Regions from separate parts of the Mus musculus genome. Here all the other regions are linked to region 1. Evidence: chromatin contacts called from public HiChIP or PLAC-seq, Micro-C and promoter capture Hi-C data. All regions are on one chromosome and are shown on one strand. Each heading gives the region's core, a stretch centred on a gene start, on an enhancer-like site or on the middle of the called end of the contact. The rest is flanking DNA. Distances are from core to core; before and after follow the strand shown. Region 1 holds the start of Hs6st3 (heparan sulfate 6-O-sulfotransferase 3). Region 2 holds the start of Farp1 (FERM, RhoGEF (Arhgef) and pleckstrin domain protein 1 (chondrocyte-derived)). Region 3 has its middle 4.7 kb from the start of Gm41250. Region 4 overlaps Mbnl2 (muscleblind like splicing factor 2). Region 5 holds the start of Ipo5 (importin 5).

What was found. Promoter capture Hi-C pulls out the DNA fragments that hold promoters and counts their contacts. Hi-C and Micro-C count contacts between places; a contact is called where the count stands out from the background. HiChIP or PLAC-seq counts read pairs in DNA pulled down with a chosen protein or histone mark.
Region 2: a Micro-C map of embryonic stem cells shows a contact between it and region 1, with 3 times the contacts expected there. The contact joins the promoter of Farp1 here to the promoter of Hs6st3 in region 1. A contact is called at or near these places in 1 of 39 promoter capture datasets (hippocampal neurons) and 1 of 484 Hi-C or Micro-C datasets (embryonic stem cells).
Region 3: an H3K4me3 HiChIP or PLAC-seq map of forebrain shows a contact between it and region 1, with 4 times the contacts expected there. The contact joins the enhancer-like site here to the promoter of Hs6st3 in region 1. A contact is called at or near these places in 1 of 39 promoter capture datasets (hippocampal neurons), 4 of 115 datasets of contacts at active chromatin or transcription factors (astrocytes, embryonic forebrain, forebrain and 1 more) and 1 of 9 other capture datasets (embryonic stem cells).
Region 4: a contact with region 1 is called in a promoter capture Hi-C map of stem cell-derived epiblast-like cells, with 5 times the contacts expected there. The contact joins the enhancer-like site here to the promoter of Hs6st3 in region 1. A contact is called at or near these places in 8 of 39 promoter capture datasets (the 3T3-L1 cell line, cranial neural crest, embryonic stem cells and 4 more), 4 of 115 datasets of contacts at active chromatin or transcription factors (astrocytes, embryonic forebrain, embryonic midbrain and 1 more) and 1 of 9 other capture datasets (embryonic stem cells).
Region 5: a promoter capture Hi-C map of hippocampal neurons shows a contact between it and region 1, with 3 times the contacts expected there. The contact joins the promoter of Ipo5 here to the promoter of Hs6st3 in region 1. A contact is called at or near these places in 1 of 39 promoter capture datasets (hippocampal neurons) and 2 of 115 datasets of contacts at active chromatin or transcription factors (astrocytes and neural tube).

Annotation. Positions count from the first base shown.
Region 1 is chr14:119,136,001-119,140,886 of GRCm38.p6, reverse strand. Hs6st3 (heparan sulfate 6-O-sulfotransferase 3) reads right to left here and starts at 2,622. Exons shown (of 2, transcript NM_015820.3): 1 at 1,769-2,622. The coding sequence starts at 2,472.
Region 2 is chr14:121,032,318-121,037,244 of GRCm38.p6, reverse strand. It overlaps Farp1 (FERM, RhoGEF (Arhgef) and pleckstrin domain protein 1 (chondrocyte-derived)), which reads right to left and starts at 1,671. Exons shown (of 27, transcript NM_134082.3): 1 at 1,320-1,671.
Region 3 is chr14:120,146,287-120,151,019 of GRCm38.p6, reverse strand. No RefSeq gene overlaps it. Among named protein-coding and RNA genes, the nearest start is that of Gm41250, 4.7 kb to the left of the region's middle. Within about 2 kb of position 1,994, at least 52 of the 459 cell types and tissues checked have an H3K27ac peak or open chromatin away from gene starts, as enhancers often do. A contact at or near this core is called in forebrain and hippocampal neurons, where this site is marked.
Region 4 is chr14:120,395,208-120,400,154 of GRCm38.p6, reverse strand. It overlaps Mbnl2 (muscleblind like splicing factor 2), which reads right to left. Exons shown (of 8, transcript NM_207515.2): 6 at 3,551-3,704. Among named protein-coding and RNA genes, the nearest start is that of Gm26679, 8.8 kb to the right of the region's middle. Within about 2 kb of position 1,679, at least 29 of the 459 cell types and tissues checked have an H3K27ac peak or open chromatin away from gene starts, as enhancers often do. A contact at or near this core is called in stem cell-derived epiblast-like cells, where this site is marked.
Region 5 is chr14:120,908,601-120,913,319 of GRCm38.p6, reverse strand. Ipo5 (importin 5) reads right to left here and starts at 2,126. Exons shown (of 26, transcript NM_023579.4): 1 at 1,977-2,126. The coding sequence starts at 2,066.

The DNA of each region.
Region 1 (4,886 bases), core at 1,373-3,872:
TAGAGAAGAAGACTCAAAGCTTGTGGCCTACACCAGGCCTCAACAGCAGGACCCTCCCCACCCATCCAAAACCCAACTACTACACAATTCCCATCCTCCTTAATACGTGTAAATCTTCATTTACTCACTAAGACGTTGCTCTATTTGTTTTTGTTTTGTTTTTTTTTAATACTGACACTCATTGAAGGTCACCAGGGGTTTTGATGTGCTAATGAAAGATTCCAGTTTTATTTACTACAATGGACAAAATGAAACAGGCTCCCAAACTCTTTGGGATCAACCAGGAATGTCTAACATCTAAATCAAAGGCCACTCCATGGAGTGATGTAGAGCAGAGACAATCTCACCGAAGTCACGTGCAATGCCGTGGGGAGGTTGAATGCAATACTTAACTTAGAAGTTTTAAGCTAAAACACAATGGTGGGTTTTAAAACAGTGTACTCAGTGTACTATTAAAATATTTACAGGTGTAAACCCCTTCAAGCACACTAAGGGAGAAAGACTATCAGCTTCTTATTCTCACCAATTTCTATCAAACACAGACGGTAGTAGCTGGGAGATAAAGCATTTAAAAACCTGCCAGAGTAAAAGGCAAAAAGATTCCTATAATGAAAGTCTGCTCGTTCTCAGGGAAATGAAGTAGAATTAGATGCCGCAATCGTGACAAAATTCAGAACCTGGGCAGAATCTGGGCAGTAAATGAAGCTTTTCACTGATGTCCAATGCAGAAAGCTATCTGACATCAACATATTGAGCTGACTGTTTCAATTCCTATTCCCTTACACCAAATTGTTTGAAACCTTTGAGATAAAAACTTCAATAAAACTAGTGTTCTGATCTTTTAATATTTTATTCCCTTGAGCATGTCAGATTAATCTCCAGATGGCAATGGGCAGAATGAGCGACCAACCATGTTCTTAAGCCCATGATTCTCTGAAAGGACAATAATGTAAGCAGCTGCATTGGCAGCAGAGACTTCAAACTTTCTCAATCCTCAACAGCAGTACTGTTTTAACCGGCTAGCTTTCCTCTCGCTCATTAGATCTTTGTATCCACTCAACACATACCCAGGCACACAGTAGGCATTTAACAAATAATGTTTAAATAAACTGTTGGAATGGCTTAAGGGGGAAAGAGGCAGGCAGTCTTACGAAGAACAGCATGAGTCCAAATCCTGGCATTGCCCAGCAACAAGGACCATCTCCAGAATTAGGGTTATCACAGTGGAGCACGATTTTGCACGTGTAGATCTTCAAAGCGGCATCAAGAGGATTGTTCTCTAAGCTGGCAAGCAGCCATCCAAGAGCCACTTAGAAGGACATTATGCTCCAGCCTCACCATTCCTGAAAAACTATGTCTGCACTCCCGGATCCCCTATTCTTTGGATTTCCACCACATAATTTAAGTTCAAGACTCGACCTCTCTCCCTCGACACCCTGGTTATTCCATAGCTGTTCTTTAGTGTCTGCTCCAAATACCTCATCACACAATGCTAGGCACTGTGCAGAATGCACATCAGGATGGCCGTGGACATGGCTGAAGGTGACAGGGGGTGGCAAGAAACAGTGAAGCATGGGAAAGAAACCAACTCAAGACACCCCCCCCCCCCGGTGGGTATCCAGCGGTTTCTCACCCTTCACCCAAATTCGCTGCCCACCCTTTGGAAAGCCACTGCCAAACAGCTAAGGGAGCGCGACGCGGGACTGGCGGGGTCAGGACTTGGGGGAAGGGAGTGGGGTTCAGGAAACCAACAGACGCGGGACAGTACCTGGTGTGGCTGTGGTTGCGGGGACAATCCTTCTTCTCCATGATGGCCGGCACGCAGTTGGTGAGCTCGGTCCAGTCGGCATGCAGCCCGCAGCTCCAGCCGGTGGAGAAGCGGGAGAAGAGCCAGGTCTCCTTCTTGCCCGGCCGGTGGCAGGTGCACTTTTTCTGGCCAGCTTTGCAGCTGCATGGCTGCTCCAGACGAATGTTCTTCACCAGGTGCCGGCCGAACGTGGTGCCCCCGGTCTTCTGGATGTGCAGGAACACGATCACATCCCGCCCTTTGATGTTGAAGTCCACGAAGCGGGTCAGGTCCTTGAGGGTGAAGTTGAATCGAGGCACGAACCGGGGCAGGGAGCCGTTTTCGGGCGCCTCGGGGTCCGGCTCCTCCTCTTCTTCCTCCTCCTCCTCCTCCGGGTCCCCGGGATCCTCATCCTCATCCTCGGGAGCCGCGACCCCACGAGACCCCTCGGGCGGTCCCCGGGGTGGCGGTGGCAGCTGGGGCCGCCGCTCCCACTCATCAAGGGGTGCTTGTGCCCGTCGGGCAGGACTCGGGACAGCGGGCGGGCGGGCCTCCCCGGAGCGGAGCTGCTCCCCGAAGTTGGTGCATGAGCTGGTGCAGGAAGGGGACACGTACTGGTACATGATGACCACGAAGAGGAGAGTGAGCACCGGCGTCAGCAGCCACTTGTTGAACCTTTCATCCATGGTCCCGTTCTCAGGCCGGCAGGTGAGGTGGCTGCGGCGCCAGCGGCGCGATCGGGCGCCTGCTCGGAAGTTTCGGGGACTCCGGGGCGCGGCTCGGAGCCCGCCGCTCCTCCATGCCCCTGCCGCCGAAGAGAACGGCTGTCTGGCTGCCCCGCCGCACTCCGGGGTTGGCAGAGCCGGGGCCTACGAGCGGAGCCGAGAAGACGGGCGCCGGCGCCGGCGGCTGTGGCGTGGGGCTCCTCTCGATCCCTGGGGCGCCGGGCTCCAGCCGGCTCCTCTTGTACCTGGACGCGGCGCTCTCAGGCGACACGGAGCATCCCGCCGCCGGTCGGTAGACGCTCAGGCGCTGCGGTGCGGGGTTCGTGTCCCGGACCTTCCCGGGGCAGCTGCGGTGGCGAGCACAGGAGCTGCATGAGGCTCACCAGGGCGCGGGCCAAGGGCGAAGGCTCGGCCCGGTCCCGCAGCCCCAGCCCTCCGCGTGCACCGCGCCCGGCACCTTTGCCCACGGGTCCCTGGGCGCCGAGAGCCCGCCGCAAGTTTGCAAAGCCGCCCCTCGGCGGCGGCGAGCAAGACGCCTCTGCGGAGCCGCCTCCCGGGCAAATCGCACTACTGCTCCGGGTCCGCCCGCCCAGGCGCAGGCAACGCGCACACACTCGCTCACGCGGGCTGGCACCGCCACAACCCGCCAGCCGGTGTGACAGGAGCCCTGCTACCCGCAGCAAAAAAACCTGCCCTAGGTACGGAGCATGCGCCAAAGCCTTCCTCAGCCCCGGAGGAGTTTCCAGGGGAGGAGTCCACGGCTCCGCGGGGCTCGCGGGAGGCTGCTGGGGGTGGGAATCCCTTCAGCCTGGAGCCTAGGGAGATCTGGCAGAAAGGCTACCGCGGAGCGAGAACAGGCCCCATGGAGGGCGTTGCTAGCGATGATCTGATTCCTCTAAATTGCAACATTGGCAGCTTTCTCAGTGTGAGAGTGGACAGAAACCTGGTTGGTCTTGTTTGCAGGAATAAAACACCCCTATGGCAGAAAGTCTCACGCAGACTAAACAGGCGGTTGCTTGTCCTTCCTCAGCAGGGTACATAGGTTCCAGACTTCATTTACTGCCTCCCAACACGCTCAAACTGATGCTCCAGTTTGTTCCAAGCTTCCTCAACTATGAACTTAGTAGGTCCAACACTACAACTTTATTCAACCAGCAACCATTAAAAAGCCTGCTTTATAAAGAGATTTGTGTTTGATGCGAACTCCCTTTCCATGGCTCCAAGACGCAGCCCTGCAGGATATAAGTCCTAAAATCCATTCCATTAACACAAAGTGGGCTCTTCGATGTTCAAGACTCGCCCTTTTCCCACCCCAGTAAGAAGCAACATCAGCTGCCCTCACCTGTGTTCCACAGTGAAGACCTCCTTCGTTGTCCACCGAGGTTTTCATTAAAAAACTTCTTTCGAGTGTGTACATTTTGAATTTGCCCCAGGATCCAAACTTCTTTGCTTAAATACACTTTATGGTTTTTCAGATAATGCATTGATACACCGTTCAATTCACATCAGTCTGGAGTATTTGACCCACGATGTCTAGACCAGCTAGGGCTGATTTCCAAGATAAGAGTAGCCCTGTGTTGACATTTGGGGCAATGCAGTGTGAGTCCCTGACCCAGACTAAAGGTGGCCCCAATAGTTACCAGAGCCACACAGACCCCAGTTGTGGTCTCCCACACCAGTCGCACCAGCCTACTGTCTCCTTGGGGGCACTATGCGGGACTTGTTCCTTTCTGAGAACAGTGTTGGCCTCTTCTGTCAAGTCCCCACATACAACCATCACTTCAAATCCAGATCTCCTTCTCGAACACCAAAGCTTGCTCATCAGAGGTTATTTTTATTGTTCTAGACAGGTGGAGTTCTTCCCAACAAAACATTCCCCCTCTGCTTCCACCCTGTTCTCAACTTTATGTGCAACTGCAGGACTGAGGGCTGTCTATACTGTAGAAGTCCAGGTTCCTAAGTAGGGTGCTAGATACGACGACTCCACTTCTCTAAAGCTTTTTGCACTCTTTTTTTCTCTCTCACTCAAGTTTAAATTCCTGGTAATGACACCATATGACACTCCAAAACAAGGAATTGTGCTTTTTTAAAAGCAGAACCCAGTAAAACCCAGCAATTGTTTCCTAGATGCATCGAATTGACAGGGACATTTTTTAAAGGCTGGAGATTGATTCCAGCCTTAAAATGCATGCACGGGTCCTGGGTTTCGATTTCCAGAGCTAATTATTCTTAAAGCTGGACATGATGGCCAGTGCTCCTAATCTCAGCATCTCTGCTAAGGAAGCAGAGTCAAGACACAAGCCGATCCCTAGGACTCTGATAACCAGCCAGCTTAGCCTACTGGGCAAGTTCCGGGCCAATGATAGACTCTGTCT
Region 2 (4,927 bases), core at 422-2,921, 1.9 Mb before region 1:
AGATGCCAGCAAGAAATGTGGGGCTGAGGGGAAAGACGACAGGGATTTGAAAAGGGCCCCACCTTAGCTTTCAAAACACCAAACCAATTTTTAAAGGCAACTCCTCAACTAAAGCTTTCATAATCCAAAAGGCTTTCCCCCTCTTTCTCCATTCCTTGTTCAGATAGAAAAAGAGAAGTAAGACAACGCTAGGGGAATGTTCTGAAGTGGGCTTGGCCAAGTCCCCACGTGCAAAGCACATTAAACATGGCCCATCGTTGGGTCGAGGTTATGGTCAGAAAACGCTGCCTACTAAGGGAGGGATTGGAAGTCTGGAGGGTAAACCATGGGCAGGGGCCAGGTTTAAGGTTGTCAAACGCGGTAAACTAGCACGGAGGAAGGCTGAAACAAAAATAAATGAAACAGCCGGAGGCCACTGAACTCCGGAGCCGGAGCCGGGGAGGGGAGGAGAAGCTGAGCCTGGTAAACTGTTCCAGATGAGAGGCAGTTATTCGCTCCCACATCTTCACCAGCACGTCTCAAACCTCGTTCCTTTGTGAGCCCTACCTCCCTATTTTCTAGGGGGACTCTAGAAAATCCCTGCCAGCCGTGGTTTCCGGGTCCCAACAAGGAATCTGGTACTCCTCCACGACCCCTAGGTCTAAGACTCACCGGGGTCCGGATGGATCACAAGGCTAAAGTTTTCCGAACTTAAATCGTAAAAAATCACAATCAGAAGTTCTGAACTCCCCGTCCCCCCACACAAAAATAATAATATATATCCTGTGCTTTAAAAAGGGAGGGGGAAACTTCCCCCTCCATAAGGCAGAGAGTAAAGAGAAACAAGATCTAACTTAAGAGGGCGTGTTCCTCTTTGTCACCCACCGGGAGGTTCTCGCCGCCCGTGGGCGAGATGCAGTGACCCGGCGGCACGGCGGCACCCGTGCTGCCGGGAGACGGACCTCCAGAGCCGAGATTGCAGCCTGAGGTCCGGAAGAGGCGTCGGGGGCGCTGTCACCCGGCAGGGTGGGATGGGAGGAAGCGGGGGAGGGGCGCCCAAGGAGAGGAAGCCAAGCTGGGGAGAACCCACGAGCTCAGAGCCCCGCAGCCCAGGTCCGCGGAGGTGAGCTCCACCGGTGCCCGAGGAACCGTGGCTTCTGCTATTGTTGCGGGGCCTGCGGCCGCCGGCTACAAAAAGGACCGTTCCCGTGGACTCCGCAGCCAGCTCGGCCGGCGCCCAGGGCCGCGAGCGCGGGGACTCGCACAAGTTGCCGCCGCGGCCCGGTCCACCCAGGCGGCCGCCCTCCCGCCGCGGTCATTGTTCGCCGCACGCCTCCTACCTCGGTGGCTCCGGGTCCGGGCTGCGGGCTGCGGGCTGCAAGGCTGGCGAGGGCGCGGCGGCGGCGAGCGAGGGGTCCCCGCGGGCGGCGGGCGCGCGAGCTAGGCAGGCGGCGGCCGGCCGAGGTCCGAGCCATCAAAGGTGGCGCGGGGCGGAGGGGAGGGCGGAGCAGGCGGGGTGGGTGGGGAGCGAGCTCCGGGTCGCCGCGGCCGCCTCGACGCCCGGCCCGAGCGCCACTCGCGTGGGGAGGAGCGGCGCAGAGCGGGCGGTGGCCGCGTCCCCGCCCCGCACCTTCTCCGGGCTCCCCGCTCCCCGCAGCCGCTGCGCCCGCGCCGGGACCAGCCGCCTCCGAGGCTGTTGAGCGGGAAATGAGGGCCACCACTGCCCCTCCCAGGGCCTGGGCCGAGCCCTCGGCAGGGGGAGCCTGGGCACAGCCTGGGGACGGCGGAGAGCCACAGCCCCCTCCAGCGTCCGAGCCGTGACCTGCGCCCGCACAGCGGCCCCGCCCCGCTCCGCCCCGCCCCGGAGGCAGGTGCGCAGAAAGGTGGACCGTGGGCAGGGCCACGCCACCCTGGAGCTGTGCCTTACTTGGGCGTGTGGCAAGAGCTGGTGTCTGAGCTGCACCACCAAGCCAAGAGCGGGAAGAAGCGCCACCGCGGAGACGCGAGCGCTAGTCGCTGGTGTCCAGCGGGATGCGGAGGCCCGGAGGGAGATTCGTGGCACTGACTCCGCAGGTCGCCTTTGGAAGCCTGACAGAGAACTACGACATCACGTGGAAAGCGTTTTACAAAGACCCACGAATTCCGCCCCCCACCCCTTCCAGGCCACTAGCGCAGGCTTCCGGCACCACCCTAAGCGGCGCGGTATTCAATGCCAGAGACACAGGTGCCACCTCTGATGCTGCTCGGGCTCAGTGCCCACCACCTGAGCGAATCCCAGGACAGTGCCCAACCCCACCTCTCTCCGACCAGGGACAGCAGAATGCCCTGCTTAGTGTGGCGAGATTTAGAATGACTTGCAGTTATTTGATTCCGTTTTTTTTTCCCCCAGAACTTGGTGATATAGTCGGAAGATTCATGATCAGAAGGCCCACGATACTAGGTGACTTTCAATCACTATCCCCACCCACTAGGTGCCATTTTTCCTTCGTCCTTCTTCCCTGTCTCTGTCTGGGAAAGATCTTGGGCCACTGACCGTATGGAACACAGGAAAGCCTTGTTCTGCCGGATCCAGAGGCTAGTGTGGACCCGCCCCTAGAGCCAATTTGGCTCAGATTCCGGTCATTTTCCACCCTGGAGGAGTTCACTGACCTCAGTCGCAACTACAACGGAGCTACAACTGAACTTAACCAAGTGAAATTGTCTCTGTGGCTAGGGAGGGAGGCTGAAGACATGAAAGCTTGATTATCAGAGAGGGGCACCTGTAAGTCATGGGAGTCAAAAGCAGTCTGCGGAGGGTTGGGGCTGTTTCTTGCATGCTGCAAAATCCCTCTGGCCTCTGGGGAACCAGACAGGCCTTGGGCGATTTGCTAGAGAGAATCATGGGTGGGTTGGAAGCTAGCTCTGTGGCCAAACTGTGTGTGGCTTTACAAGTATGGGTGAGCTATTTTCAGCCAGTAATTTTCTTAAGTGTAGTGGTCAAACTGCCACCAAGAGCAGCAGCACTCGATTTTAAATTCCTCTCCCACTCCTCCCCAGAAAGTCTCCTCATGTAGCCCAGACTGGTCCTCGTGCCTCTACCTCTTAAGCATTAGGATTTCGGTCTGAACCACCAGGCCCAGTAAAGGAAAGCAAATTCAAGCAATTATCACACCTTAAGAACCGCTATAATGGGGAACCGACCACAGGTTCAGAGTCTCTTCACAGGATAAGAAGACAGTGGCCAGACTGATTTCTGAGGTTGGGACATGACATGGATGGGTTTAAAGTTATTACAGGTTATTCCCAGTGTGCAGCCTGGCTTTACTAACAACCTCTGATGCTGTGGAATCGCCTGGGAATCTTGTCCCAGTTCGGATTCTGTATCGGTCTGTTTCAAACATTCCGGGTGATGTATTTTGGTTGGTCCGGGGACTGTGTTGGCAGACATGTGCTGTGTCCCATGACTAAAGCAATATAGTACCAAAAAGGCAAACCATAACATTTCCCCAGTCCACCCTCACCGAAGATCCCCTTTTTCTACATTTAGTGTTTGGTTCAACTGACTTGAGTGTCTAGGATATGACCAGTTTGGTTTTGCTCTCAGAGTTATTTATTGGGTCTTTGTATGTCGGGATGTAGATGCCACCATGCATGTATGTGAAGGTCAGAGGACAACTTGTAGGAGTGGTTTCTCCTTCCACCAAGTGGGTTCCAGGAATCAAATGTGCATCATCAGGATTGGTACCGAGCACCAAAGCACCCTTACCCCACTGAGCCATCCTGTAGGCTCTGGCCATGCTGTTTTATTATCTCAGCATTAATAATAACTAAGAAGGTAACTGGTTTTGGAGGCAATCCGAGGGAGCCAGAAGTCTGAGGAGGAGCTGGTGGGAAGACGATCACTATGGAGATTAGGACGAGAGCCCCTCCATGCTCAGAGCCCCTCCATGGCACAGAATTCACTCAATTAGATTTGTCGCTATCACTTCAGCCCCTATAACCAAGGTGTCTCTTGTCGTAGCAAATCACATCTGCCTCTCGAGTTCAGAATATACTTAGGATGTTCTAAGCCGTGGGTGAAGTTACTTAGTCACCTATTATTAACCCTTTTATTATTTTATCTCTTAAAAAGTGATTCATGCTGATAGTTCTAGTACATCGAAGGATGAGGCAAGAGGGTGCTTTTCTGTGACAGACATTTCCTGGGGAGACACAAAGCACAGGGCCACTCTGCCCAGAAAGGAAACAGGCCAAAGTCACAACGGTACCACAGCGCAACCTGGGGAGCCAATGAGAATGTATTGGGGTAACTAGCAAGAGTGTGGGTGAGCAAAGACATGGCCCCAGAGTAGCTGTGTTACCAAAGAGCCTGCCCCAGCACAGGTAACCACAGTACTTACAGGACATTGCACAGGACTGGTGGGAGAAGCTCCTGACAAGCATGGGGGCTGCTAGTTTCCCCCCAAGGTCAGCTTCTCAGACCTGTGAGGTTTGTTTACTTCCTGAGTTTCAAAAGATGCCCCCTCCCCCTGCCTGGGGGGATGTTTCCACTTGAAGGAAGAGGCTTCCAAGGGGTGGCAAGTTAAACATCAGCCTGAACTTCATAGGGACATCTTGTCTGTCTGTCTCCCTCCCTCCGCCCCCCCCCCCACAATTATTTTCTTTGTGGAGAGCATGCACTGTTCTTGCAAATGACCTGAGGTCAGTGAGCAGCACCCACATCAGTCAACTGCTTTCCATTCCAGTTCTTCTGCATGTACACATAAATAAATCTTTCAAAACAGAAACAGGTGGATATGGTGGCATGTGCCCTGATCTTAACACTACCAAGGCAGAAGCAGCCAGATCTCTGTGAGTTTGAGTATAGCCTGGTCACTATAGTCAGTTTCAAACCAGCATGACCTAAATAATGAGACCCTGGTCTCAGTCTCTGTCTCTCTCTGTCTCTGTCTCTGTCTCTGTCTCTGTC
Region 3 (4,733 bases), core at 745-3,244, 1.0 Mb before region 1:
GCACCTGCTGATCCTGCCGTAATTATTTGCCAGTTGATTGAGTGTTGGTAAAAATTATTTCCAGATAAAAGGTCTGCAAGGTCTTCTTTCTGAAAAGTATACTTTCCAAAGAGTCTTCGTTGAACTTTAACTTACCTTGTCAGTTTTCCATGACCATCATAAACTTTATTTCACAATCCCTTTGACCAGAGGAAGCAGGTGTCTTATTTCTCCTTTCCCCATTAAGTGTGGTCTACATGAGGCCAAACAATGCATTTAAGGGACTGTGTGGCTAGATGAGAGGCAAGCAAAGAAGCCTTGAGCCTATGCTCATTATTGAGTGAAAGAAAACATATAATAAATAGTTCAATGATTTAAAGTGGCCTATCCTTCTGTGTAGGACTGTATGTATTTCTCTTTTTTTTAAGGAATATACCATTACTTATGTTACTTCTACGTAAGAACAGAACCTATATATAATGATTAACAATGTGACTTTTTAACTTGGAGGTGAAAGTGAAGAGGACTGAGGAGGGGAGGAGGGGAGGAGGGGAGGAGGGGGAGGGGGAGGGGAAGGGAGGGAGTCTGTGCTCAGTGATGCTTTGTGTGCTTTTCCTCTGCAGTTGGTGACACTGCACAGATGCAGGTACTAGTTGCCGAGGGATCATGGCTGTACAAGGTCACACACAGATGCTTCAGTTAATGAGTGGAGAAATCTGTCGACCTATGGTTCACCTTCTCTTTCTCCTTGGCCATCAGCATCCTGACCTCCACGCTTCTTGATTTCCTCAGGCTCTGGACCTTTCTGCGTCTGGAACATCTCACTAGAGAATCTATGTCCTTTTTTGTCCCTCTATCTCTGAGTTTGAATATGACCCCCATCTCCATCCTTCCACCTTTATTTGTGATGGTCAATTTGTCACTCTGGAAGATGGTCATTTTACATTAATGAGTGAGCGCCTGGTAGATACTTCCATCAGAGAAATATGCCTGGAGAAAAAGCATGATTACAAGTTGGCCTGTATGTGTATACACAAAAGTAGAGTTAAATTTCTTTCCTTCTTATGTAGTCCTTGATTTCCCAGCCAAGAAAATTAGTGACCATTGCTTCCATAACACAGGAGGTTCCTAATCTTGCCCAGCACTCCATTATCGTGGAAGACTTAAAACTATGGTTTTGGTTCTGGCTCTCCTAATGGTGAAACTAAAAATGAAAATGGAGAGGCTGAGATCAAAGTCAGCATGCTATACGGACAAAGAAGCTAGGAACATAACCAGGAGTGCTTAGCTCTGATGTGGAGAATGGAACTTTATGCCACAGAGGAGAGCTGAAACGGAGCGATGGAGTCAACAGTACCACGCAAGGGAGTTGTCATGGAAACACTCATGGGAGAGCCGGCAATTGGATTTTGGAAACTGATTAAAGCAAGACTTGATGGTGAGAAAGAAGTAAAACAGAAAGAGAAAAATATGAAGTCAGACACCGGAGATGGAGTGGAGAGTGGAGTTACGTGGCCACGGAGTGGCGAGGGAACACGCCATTATTGCAAGACATGGAACAGGACAGGTTTGAGAGGCAGATCTGTCCAGCCAGGACACCAATGAGCAACTGTGCTAGAATTTCCCTTTTGTAGCACCACAGGGCTCGTGACTCAGCCTGCAGAACAACGTGATAGGTGGGTGGACTCTCTTGAAAGATATTTCCAAGAAGATTAGGTAGTGTGTTTGTATCTGTATCTTGCTTTTAGCAGAAATTATTTCCACTTAAATATGAAGAGGAGAGGCCAGTAAGAAGCTGCTGCTGTTCTATTTTGGTATGATTTCTGCGGTCCATTTTGCATGTGGACACGAGGGCTGTCCAGGCATCGTAATGACTGACTTCCCTGCTTTCTGCCTGAAACAGATCCTGGCATTAAATGATTACATGGGCTTCTAACATTGGCACGTGTAATACACATGGATTGGTTTTCCATAAATTACCTCTTAAAGAAGGGTCTGTAGTCCTAGATGTACACATGTGGTTAGAAAATTTTCCAGAGAGGAAAAGCAGAGAGGGAGCCAGAGAAAAGAAAGGACTCTTTCAGAATCACAGAGGAGCTCCGGGGGGCGGGCGTGAGAGAGCAAGCAATGGTAGGAGAGGCCAGTTCCCCCGAAATATGGAACAGGAGCTTCAGCGGGGCAGTAAATAAGCCCTTAAAAATACTGCGGGCGAGGAGAAAGTTAAACATACGGACACACCGCAGTACATCACTAAAAGGGGCAGGAAGTGGCCGGAATCTGAAGGTCTGCCATCGATTGCTTTAGACTAGCATCAAGCTTCTGTGTTAAATATTGCGGCACTCGCGCCCGTGACCCCGGTGCCACAGGGAGCTGGCTACAAGGACCCGGGGTGAAATAATAGAGTAGACAAGAGATTCGAGTAGTTGAAATAGTACTTATTGGCTTTAATGCTCTAACCATGGCAAGCTTGGCTAGAAGGAGGCTACGCAAAGCAGGAGAGAGGTTAGAAGCCACGAGGTGACTGGGCAGGATCCAGGGTGTGGTCGCCGACTTAGAGCACACGTCCCCGAAAATATGGGACAAGCTTTTAGTGATGAACATTGGTTGGAGCCAAAAGTAAGTAAAGAACTAGAAGTTTCCAGGCATTAGTGGGCCTCTCTCAGCAGCCCTTTGCTTCCAGAACGTCTGTCCAATTCATAGCACAACTTCACAAGGCAGAGGGATCAAAGGCTGAGAGTTGACAAGCCAGTGAAACTTAAGAAAGGCACCTGTGTCTCAGCCAAGTGGACTGGGATCCACCACTAGGATTTGGTTCTTGCAAAAGAGTCAAACTCCAACTCAGGAACAGAAGCAGCTATGTCATCCTACAGATCTATAGAGCTATAGAGGGGGAAAGGCCGGCTCTGCCCTTGGAAACTTGGGCTTGGCTTAAACCCCTTTCCTAGTCACCTGACTTGATGAAACAGAAAGGATTGCAAACATTTCTAGAAGAAATTATTGAGTGTAAGGAGTTCAAAATTTGCACATCTTTAAGGCATACACTAATGATGTTGTACTGTTGACCATACACCTGACAGAAAGTCCTCAAGGGAAGACGGGGCTCATGGTTTTCAAGGGTTTTTAGCCCATCGTGATTGAAGACCAGCATACAGCAGTCAGGACCCTGAGCTAGGGGAAATGGTCAGACACCCACTCTTAGTAACCAACTTTTTATCTATCTATCTATCTATCTATCTATCTATCTATCTATCTATCTATCTATCTATCTATCTATCTATCTGGTTTTTCAAGATAGGGTTTCTCTGTGAAGCTCTGGCTGTCCTGGAACTCACTCTGTAGACCAGGCTGGCCTCAAACTCAGAAATCCACCTGCCTCTGCCTCCCAAGTGTAGTGATCAACTTCTACCAGCTAATCCCCACCTCTTGAGAGTTCCACAGCCTCTCAGAACAGCACCACCTGCCGGGAAAGAAGAATTTAAAACATCAACCTGGGGGAGATATTTCAGACTAAAACTAGAACAGAAGGCCCAGAAAACAGAGGTTGGTGAGAGCTGCATTTTTAATTCAGGACAGCTTGCAAATATGACTTGTCCATTTATAAGACTAATAATTTGTTTGTAAAAGGATTTAGAAAGCCAGACAGGGAATTGCAGGACAGCGATGATCTTTGCGCTTGCTGTGACAGGCATCGTAGGCGAAGGTCTGCTGGAGTCCTGGAAGCCATCTGCAGCAGCCTGTACCCTGCAGCTAGAGGAACAATGAGCTGTCTGTCTCCTTCTCTACCTCCAACTCTCCCTTGAGGCTTTTCATTGGCAGAATCTAAGCAGGAATTTCTGGGAAATTTAGTTTCCAGATGTTGCAGCCCTTGTGAGTCAGAGAGGACACAGAAGGGGAAAGAGCTACCATGGCCACAGGGCCTAAGTGAAAGACATCAATTATTATAGGGTGATGTCAGGGAAAGTGGGTCGGGGTGGAAATGGAGCTTGGTGAGGCCGGGTCTGGGTGGAAGGATTGTGGGCAAGCAAAGTCTAAGGGGGTCTGTAACTGGGGCAGATGTAGCAGCAACACCCCTGCAGACAGAGGGGCTGTGAGACATTCTAGGCAGAGTGACAAGGCGATTGGAATGTCACAGTCTTTGAGATTGACAGGATGCTCGTTGTTTTAAAACTCTCAGTAGGGTGTGCATAGAACATTAAAGTACCATTGATGGGTCAAAGACAACCAGAAGAAAGAGCCTGCAACAACCTGTCCCCGCTTTGCTGATCGTTTAAAAGCATTCTGTGAAACAAACATTCTTCCAGACTAGGCAAAAAGGAAGATAGAATTTGAGCAGTGGTTGTTGGGACTGCACGTTAAACGGTAGAAATGTGGGAGGAGGTTAGACAAGAAGTCTATGGGACTCGACAATGAGTGAGAAGCAGGCAACCGGCAGGAGCAACCAGGACTCCACAGTCTGTTGCATGTTGTAGCCTTGTGAACTGCTGTCATGAATTGAGACATGGTCATAAAAAAGACAGAGCGTGGGCGGTTCCATTCTGGACGCATTCCGGGTTAGGATATGTAGCTACAGACATCAATGATTAAGACGGAGGTGGTGTCCCTCCCCATTCCTGCTGAGCCTACGTGGAGCCTTTGCACTCAGAGGGAAGTAAGTCATGACTCCCTTCACATGTGAGCGTGGAGCCACAAATGGACCAATGCCTATCAAAGATATTTCCCTGTCTTATTCCCCAATGGAGCTTGATGCCTGAAGT
Region 4 (4,947 bases), core at 430-2,929, 1.3 Mb before region 1:
ACTATTGCTACAGGGACTGGGGCTCTATTCTTCAAACCTACTCTTGTCATACCTGCCCAGTATGTTCTTCCCCTAACGGTGCAATCTTACTCCCCTTTAAAGTTGTTAGCAAATTCTCCTGCTTTGGAAAATATCCCTGCTCTGTATTGTTCATGCCTGCATCTGCTGAAGATGAACACCTTGCCTCTCACCCTTCCACCCAGCTCATCCTTCATGCTGTGGACTCTGGTTTTTACCCAGCTCTGGGACCCTTTATATTTTCATAGCATGTCTGCAACTCAGACCATAGCACATGCTTCAGGAATGCTCAGTGCACCAAATAGAGTCCATACGTCTCCACTGAGGGTGAACAGACCTTTTACAAGTGTGTGAGAAACTTTATGAAACGTTTATGGTTTCTCTTTACTCGGAAATGTCTGGCCTAGAGCCTCCCACAGGCACTTCTAACATAGTGAAGTATTTTAAGGAAGGACTCTGCACTGCCTTTTCTCTGACCTGATCAACGTCTCACCGGGATGCCGGTGCTCTGTACAAGTAAGCATCTCAGCCGTTTGCTTCCTTCCTCCATTGCACAAGTACTTCATCCCAAGCTTCTGTGGGCCAGAACTAGTTGGGTAATTCTTAGTGGTGTGCATGCCGTTTTGTAGTGTAAACACAGCCTCAGTTTTTCCATCTGCAAAATGCAAATAACTTCTCGCCACTGACAGCACTGTGCCATCTTGAAGAACAATGACAGTGTGTGCAAGAATACTTAAGAGTCATTCAGAATAAACTTGTCACAGAGATGCCCAAAGCTATTTATCACACGGCTGTTTCTGAGACCATGGGTGATTTTGCCACCTTCCTATCATAGCAAGGGAAATGTATAAACTTCTTAGTTAAAATAACCTCTATAATTTTTTTTGTTTTTTTGTTTTTTTTAAAAAGAAAGAAGCAAGAGAGGAGAATTCCACCCACCATGGTTGTAGAGAATAATCCCATATCCTGTGCCTTACATTGAAATCTTAAAGCCTAGAGGCAGATTGCCTAAGATTCAAATTCATATTGTGTCAGTGGGAGGATTTCAGTACATATAAAAGTTTTGCTATGCATGGCCTTCCACTGCAGGGAACCGTCCAAGAAGACACACACAAAAAATGCTTTTGATCTGTATGTATGAAAACTGCTTATGTAAAACAGTAACAGAAAGATTTAAAAAAAATGTTCATTGAAAATAGTGGGTTAACCATCTGCTAAAAATCACCACACAGTGTCATCACCTGATCTGCAGAGGTTTTAAAGCAACCAGGGTAAATAATTACTATTGCTGTCACCTTTTACATAAAGTTGGAAACATTGTTTATAAGAAAGATTCCCTGAAGCAAACAAACAAGAAAGCCTACCACAATCATGGAGATTTTTCTGTCAATGTAATTGGGTGAGAGCTTATGCTGAAATTATTTCAATAAAATATTTTCTATCACTTCAGAGAAGTGTAGTGAATTTGTTGGAAGTTCAAATACCACTCCAGTACACAAAATTCACATGGTTATCCACTGTGATCTTTATAGCATATAGCAAATATGCTATAAGCACTTGTAATTCACAGAACTAACCGGGCTACAGTCCACCTTTAAGCTTCCAAAGGCTACAGAAAGTCGCCAACACAGTTGAACTGTTCCAGGGGAATCCACCAGAGGGCGGACAGACACAGCCCAGCTAACAGGGACTGTTTACCATTACCCATCCACAGCACTGAGCTATTGCTTAAGCTATGCTATTCACCCTCGCTTTGCAAACACTTAAGGGCGTCTCTACAGAATCTTAGAGTGGGGACGCTTTTGATGAATTAGTCAACCAGTCCATACTGGATTGGGGTATTCACATGATGTAAAGGGCCTCACTGGAATTCCCAGGAGACGGTATCGTCTGTATTACCCACTCTTCAGAAACAGACCTTGTCTTTCATAGTTTCTCATTCAGCACTTTTTTCTGTCCCTTAAAGTATATAATGGCCACAAAGTCTACACTGAGACACTTGTAGTAACCACACAGGATCCTCAGGGTGAGCTGACCTTCTGGTGATTATGTTATTTCAGGTGTGTTACAATCATAAATACGCTAAGCTAAGACAGCACGGAATGCCATTAATTAAGGTTGCAGTGGGGTAAGATATGAAAGTATTTTAATATAGATTGAGAACTCATGAACTTTCTGACAGTGCATTTCTATTAATATATATATATATATTATTTATTGGTTACTAATTCATTTAAAATACTAATTCATATAGTTTACCATTCATTTATAGTTTTTATACAAAGGCTGTTACTAGAATAAACTCCAACCCTAATGCTCATAGGTATGGACTCTAAGATTAACATATCTAATCACATTGATTAATGATAGTGTCTCCTTGTTGTGATGGGACAAGGAATATGGGCTTGGAAAAACTCAGTGGATGTTCTTTCCAATAAGGTTCAAAGTCACCTGTTTCTAACAGAGACTAAAAGGTAAAGTTGGTCAAGTGAAGATGACCATGTCTGTGCGAGTGAGTGAGTGTGTGTGTGTGTGTGTGTGTGTGTGTGTGTGTGTGTGTGCGTGCGCGCGCGTGTGTGTGCATGTGGCCGTGTCTGCAGTCTCTGAACTGGGTAAAATATTGCGGGGGGTGGGAGGTGGGGAATCGAGTTAGAATGGGTGTTACATTGTTTTTCTTTACCTGAATGGATTTTTCATGCCACTTCAAAAACAAAACCCCATTTTAATCTGGTTTGGGGGAAAGTCTGTAGACTTTTGGGGCCAGTGGAGGTGGTGTAATGTTATGTAAATGGAACCGGGCACTGGAACCTGGTGTTTGTGTCAGCTCTGCCACCTTGGAAAGTCACTTCTCATTATCCTGGGGGCCTCAGTTTTCTCATTTGTAAAACAGTCCACTGGATGAGGAATTCATGAAGACCCTTCTGCCCATGAGACCACGTGGTAAACTGACGGTCTCCAGCGATTGGTAGGCTAAGGGACAGTAGCCCCTCCTCTCATCACTCATTGGCTTAGAACGGAGGACAAGCACTCCAGATAGCTGTGAACTTGGTGAGAGTGGAGAAGGATGAAGAGAGAGAGAATGGATATAAAATACGAGCAGAAGATTGCTTTCATTTGAGTAGCCTTAGACTTTTTAGTGCTCTGAACAGAAGCAGGGAAAAAACGGTTAGTATTTACTGGAATTTATATTTTTAGGTCATTGAGTGTTAAGGACAAATTTCAATTATCTCATATAAAAAAAATCTTGCTTGCATAAACTATTTTTGGGGGCCTGCGTAAATAGAAGAGACCCAAAGCTTTAACCGCTCCCTGTCTCTCAAGCTAAATCCCACCAAACCCTTTACTTTAGAATGCTAACTACCTTTAGTTATCAAAGCAAGGTCAACAGGTCTAGGTAGCCAGGGCTGTGGTGGGCCAGGCTGTATTCGCACCTTCTAAACGCAAACTAGATGCCTTGACCAAACAGCTTAAAGAGATGAGAAGAAAGCACGTGACTGGAAGGACACAGGACACAGACACGGAGAGCACGTACCTGTGGGGATGAACGCCGTGTGCTGCTGCAGCTGCGCACTGGTCAGAGCCTGCTGGTAGTGCAAGACGCTGGGGTTGAAGACCGTGCTGGCCCCGTTGCTTTTTTCAAGTGCTTGTCTCTTTGGTAAGGGATGAAGAGCACCCGGAGGGAAGGCCTGAAAGCGAAGAATTCGATAAGATGTGTCCAACTTAAAGCAAGCTTGCATTCCACCTCCACAGAGATCATCAACTGCAACATTCTCTTTCTCTTTTCTTTTCTTTTCTTTCTTTAAAAAAAAATGACAGCTAAAGAGATGCCTCTGCCATGCACCTTAATTTAAACAGCGGCAATGTCGAATGAGTGAGAATTTGTTATTGAGAGCGGAAGCATGAATTCTGTAACCCAAAAACAGTAGCATCTCAACTAAGGGAAAGAAAAACTACCAAGCAACAACAATGGAAAAAATGGCTTCAGCTTTTTTTTTTTTTTTTTTAATAAATACAGGTTAAACTACACTAAGGGGAGAAAGGAGCATTTGGCATTTGCGTTATTATTAATATCTATTCTTTAACTGAATGGCAGTTTCTTGAATTTAAAGGTTAATAAGAATTACAATGAGCATTTTTTCTGAGCCACATAATTTAAATTTGCTTCACTCTTTGGAAAAGGTATTAAAATTTTGTTAGATTCAATATTTATTTCCCAGATTACATATGCAAATGAGATGACTAAACACCTTATTGAATTCCTCCATTTTAAAATTAATAATAATGATTGGCTGCAACCAGTATTTTACATACAAATCTCGGCTGGTTCTCTGAAAAGCTACATGCAAAGCGAAAGGTGAAAGGTCAAAGTACCAGGTCTACAGTTGCTTCGAGAGGTCGCTTCAGTGCTTTGGCAGTCGACTGAGTCTTTTAATAACAGGCAGCGAGCACATGATGGCAGTGGGCCAATGGGATTCAAGCGAATTAACATACAGGTAAACAGCAAGCAGAGGTGCATCATGGGAACGGCATTGCATTGTGGATAGGTGAGAAGGAAAAAAATATTCTGAATGCAATATACAACGTACAAAACACTAGGCATGCACAACAACAAAAATGTTCTCTAAAGAAATGAATATTACACCTTAAATTAGTATCGAAGCAAAAAATGCATCTACTATACCTTAGTTAAAAGCATATAAGAGAGTAAAATATAGATGTTTGAAATTCAGGAAAGTTAATTAAAACAGCAGCTTGCATACACACCATAAGCACTTTTTTATATTGCTTCGGGAGTGGGGGGGGGGTGGGGGAGATGCAAAACTTTTAAGGACCATAGGGCTGAAGAACATCTGATAAGTTAGTTCTGATATAAAATAATGAAGAAATCAAGTACATTCCAATTTGAAAAAAAAATCTTCATTTAGCTCT
Region 5 (4,719 bases), core at 877-3,376, 1.8 Mb before region 1:
AGGAAAAACGTAGTACCTAAATATCTCCACTAGGAATAGAGACAAAGAGTACTTATTTCCGATTGTTCTTTATGAGAAAATGCGCTGAATGCTACTAACGATCCCTAAAGGGATGTAAGAGATAAAAAGATTTACAACAGGCACCAAATTGGAATTCAAGCTGAACCGGACACTGGTATTTAGTTCAATAGAAGAGCGATTCCCCACCAGGCTTGACAATAGACTTAAGCAACTGGAGGGGAGGGGGAGAATTAAACTAGCTTACTAATTACAAAGCAGTTCTGCTCTGCAACACATGGAAATTTCTATTATAGGGTGGGATTAAGAACTTGCTTTGGTTTAAAAAAATTACCTCGAGTTTGCACAAAGTATCAAAATGTTTAGGCATCATCATATCCTAAGTGGAAACTGTTGCAAGTTTACTTTTACGCATACTTTTACATACATATACTACCTTCGTCCAGACAAGTATACACGTTATTTCTATGTGCAGTACTCTTGGACCGCACTAAAAGTATCGGATTACTCACTCACAGGGAGATGCACCTATCTATATAATGTATGGTCTTCTGGGTGACAATGTGAAAGAAACTGAGGGAAAATTCAATTTGCAGAACTATGTATACTATAAATCCACCCAGGTAACATAATGTATACACGAATGCTTTTAAAGATACGTTTTCAAGGAAGGCTCATGAAATAAACGTGGAGAGTGGATTAAGAATTGTACCCTTTGAATTTCCCCCTATACACTGCATATTACTTGAATAAGGCGGGCATGGGAACTGGTGCGCTCAGGAAACTTGGCTGGGGGACTGCCACAGGTTTGAAGGGCCTGTGTAAACTAGAGAGCCAAACATCGCTATCTCCCCTCCCCCCAAAATTAAAAGCACCATTAAGAAGGACATAGTTTAAAGCACCATTTCACACAGAAGTTAAGTCTCCAACTTCTTTACTTACTAAAATCTAAGTGTGGCCAGATTATCCATTCTACTCAAAGCGAAATTAGCAACTGTTTTAAAAGACAGCTCCCAACTTTAGGTCGGTAAGTACAAGACATGTCAACGTCACTAGCTATATATAAAAGACATCTTTGCTTTGTAAGTAAAGCTATTCACACATCCTCAGAGTCTCCTAAAAAACTTCAGACCCATGGGTCGTAAGGAGCTCCACGTATCAACTTTCCTAGAAATTACCTCACAAAAATCTGAGCTTCAACACTAACAATGTATCTTCCGTCTTCTAGTGAGCTAATAATATTATTGCTAGCTTGCAAATGGGCTTATAACTGTATCTGAAATGGAACCCTTGATCTAAGACTGATTGAGAACGATCTGTGTTATATGAAAAAGAGATGGCACTGGCCCAGTTAGACAGCCACAGCCCCCAGTATATCCCGTTTATAAGCCCAAATCTCTAGAGATCAAACAAGATTCGAAGGAAGAAGAGCAGAGCGAGGTGGTCAAGCAGGGATCCCTCAAAGGCAACTTCACACGATCTTGAAGGGACCGGCGTGTGCAGTTCCTTTTAGAAACCAGAAAGGGGCTCGGGGGAAAGACGCCGTAAGGCAGCGACAGGCAGGACACGCGTTCTCCCTGAGCTGGGATGGGGAAGGGAGCGGCTGGGGTGGTGGGGGAAGCGGGACGGGTCAGGAGCTGCCGGGGTCTGGCCGCCCGCGAGGGCTGGCGGGCCACGCGGGGAGGGAGAGCAGGGCTGGGGTGCAGGGCCCGCGGGCGGGGCGCGTCAGGCGCGGTGGCACGTGTGCGCGGGTCGGCGGCGAGGCAACCGGCGCCGCCGCCGCTGCACGGGCCGGAAGGGCCGGGGCCGGGCGGGAGGCGCGCACGTGGGCTGCGGGGCCGCTGTCCGCCAGCCGGGCCGACCCGCGCCGCTCGGCCGGCCGGCCGACGAGCGCCCAGGGCCAGCCGGCCGGCCGCGGAGGAGAAGGATCGGCGCGCCGGGGCCGCCGATTCGCTTACCTCCGCCTGTTTCCGGACCACATTGTCGGGGCTGAGCAGGTTTCCCAGGAGCAGGTAGAACTGTTGCTGCTCCGCCGCGGCCGCCGCCATTGCGCTAGGCGTGAGAGAGAGAAGGAGGGAGCTGTGAGGCGCGCTGGCGGGCCGGCGGGAGGGTTGGGGGCGGGCCCAGCGCGGCGACCGGCACCAGCGGCGGCGCGGGGATGAGGGGCCGGGCGAGAAGGGCGGGGCCGAGGGGGCCGAGGGAGGACGGGGCGGGGCCTCGCGCCCTCTCACCCGGCCGCGGCCGCCGACGCCGGCGTCCCATTGGCTCGCGGCGCGGGGGGCGTGCCCGAGGCCGCCCCCCCTCGAGGGCCACGCCGATTGGTCACGCACCCTGCGGTGTCGTCACTCCAGCGCGCGCCGGGAGGCGGGGCTGGCGGGCGTGTGTGGCGGCCAGAGGGCCGCTGTTAGGACGAGGTTGGGGTTCCCGGGGCGCGGGTTGGGAGGAGCCGATCCGGCTGGGCCGCCGCGAGGGGCGTGAGGCCGGGCCCGGAGGAGGGGCCAGCTCCTGAGCGCGGGAGATTTCGGCGCCGCGGGCTGGCTGGACTCCCTTTCCCTGCCGCCCGCCGCGTAGCCGCGCCTTAGGGCTTTGGGGCCCCGGGACCCCCCTCCCTAACCCCATCCCAATCCCCCCAGCAGCGAGCACACACGCATACACACACCCGCCTCTGCAGACCCCTCCATCTGTCTGGCCCTGTGGTGTCGTGTCGTCCCCCTCAGCCTGTGACTCAGGCGGTCCCTACCCTCCTCTGTCCTGTGACTCACGTCCAGGGACTGTCCCGGAAGAGGGGTTGCTCATCACGGACTCTTCCCCCCTGCACCTCTCCGTCCCGGATCAAATCACGCACGCTCCCCACCCGGGAACTGCCACCCATCCTGGTGTTTGGAGCTTCCTTGCTCTCTAAGGATGGGAGAAGTCATGAGCCACTCCCTAACGTGGTCGATCCATTGATAGTTGATGCGTGCCAGCATGGAGGGGACCAGAGGCTGCCTCCCTCTCACCTCCTAAACTCTAGTGCTTAAACACCAGCGTTGGCCCATCTTTCTATCTGGGACTGCCTAAACAGGAGAGAGCAGAGCTCAAACTGAAACACTTTGAGAATCATGTCCTATTCAGAATCATGTCTAATGTCCACAGACTCAAATGCTCATATCAAAAGAAAAAAATAATGTATGAAATGGTCCTACACTGAAAAAAAAAAAAAAACAATGTGGCCCAAGAATGAAAGAGCATCCCCAGTTGGAAACTAGTTCTACAAAATAGATGCGCTGGCCTCCAGAAAAGCAGAACGTAATCAGGGTTGCAGCTACACCTATAGAGGGGAGACCTTTCTCCACAATTCAGATTCTGTTGTAAAAATCTTGACTGGCTCTCAGCTCCCAAGTTTATCCCAGCTCCTGTTTGCCCAGACTCAGTTAAAAGCCTACTGTGTGTCCAAAGCATTGCCCAAGTTGAGGATGACAGCAGGTGAAAAGGGGGATGTATGTCTTGTGTCAAAAGGACTCGACTACTTCCTAAGGAATAGGTTTCCACAGCCTGAGGCCTGTAACTACAGCTCAGCAGCTCATGGGATTTATGTTGAAGTTTTTTATTTCTTGTTGGCAATTGTGCATTTTGAAAGTATTAAATATTTTCTCTTGGGTGATTTTAAAGGTTGGTCTTACATCATCCATGGTCAGGTCATGCAAAATCTGGCCAGAAGCCCTGGGATCACGTGGAATTGTGGGAACCAGTCCCGGTTTCTACAGTGGCATTTAGTTGATTTGTGGAGAAAGTCACCCCCTCTACTATTAGCTGCCACACTGGCGGGATTCTTTCTCTACAGGAGGCCAGCAAAGCTATTGTGTAGAACTGATTTCCTACCTTGAATTCATTCTTTGGCCACATTTGTTTTCTTCAAGGTCAGACCATTTCCGACATTAGTTTGGAGTCGATTTTTTTTTTTTTTAATTTTGATGTGTGTGTGTGTGTGTGTGTGTGTGTGTGTGTGTGTATGAGAGAGAGAGAGAAAGAGGGGTAGGACATGAATTACTCATTCAGAGTTCTTAAATTGGGGAATTACATACTAACAAATTTATTTATTTATTTATTTTTGGCTTTTCGAGACATGGTTTCTCTGTGTAGCCCTGGCTGTGCTGGAACTCACTCTGTAGACCAGGCTGGCCTTGAACTCAGAAATCCACCTGCCTCTGCCTCACAAATGCTGGGATTAAAGGCATACGCCACTGCGCCTGGGTAACCAATTTTTAATTAACTAGGTAACAGTGAAATAAGACAAATTACCTAGAGGCTTGCAAATATATATAGTCGTAGCTAAAACTATAGATTTTCCCACAAATCAGATTCTGTTATAAAAATCTTGGCTGGCTCTCGACTCCAAGTGTTTATCCCAGTGCCTTTCCCCAGACTCTGCTGAGAGCCGAATCTATACATTGCATATATGCAGGGTTGGGGGATGTAGATGAGTGGTAGAGTGTTTCCCTAGCATGCATGAGGTCCTGGGCTTGACAGCACTGCTAAGAGGAAGCCTGAAGATTCGTGCCTGTAAGCACAGCACTCAGGATGTGGAAGCAGGATGATCAGGAATTCAAGATCAAGCTCTCCCTTGGCTGCATAAAGATGAGAGCAGTCTGGGCTACATGAGGCTTTGACTAAAACAACAAACAAATATTTATGGATGATTATTAAACAATAAACACCTCA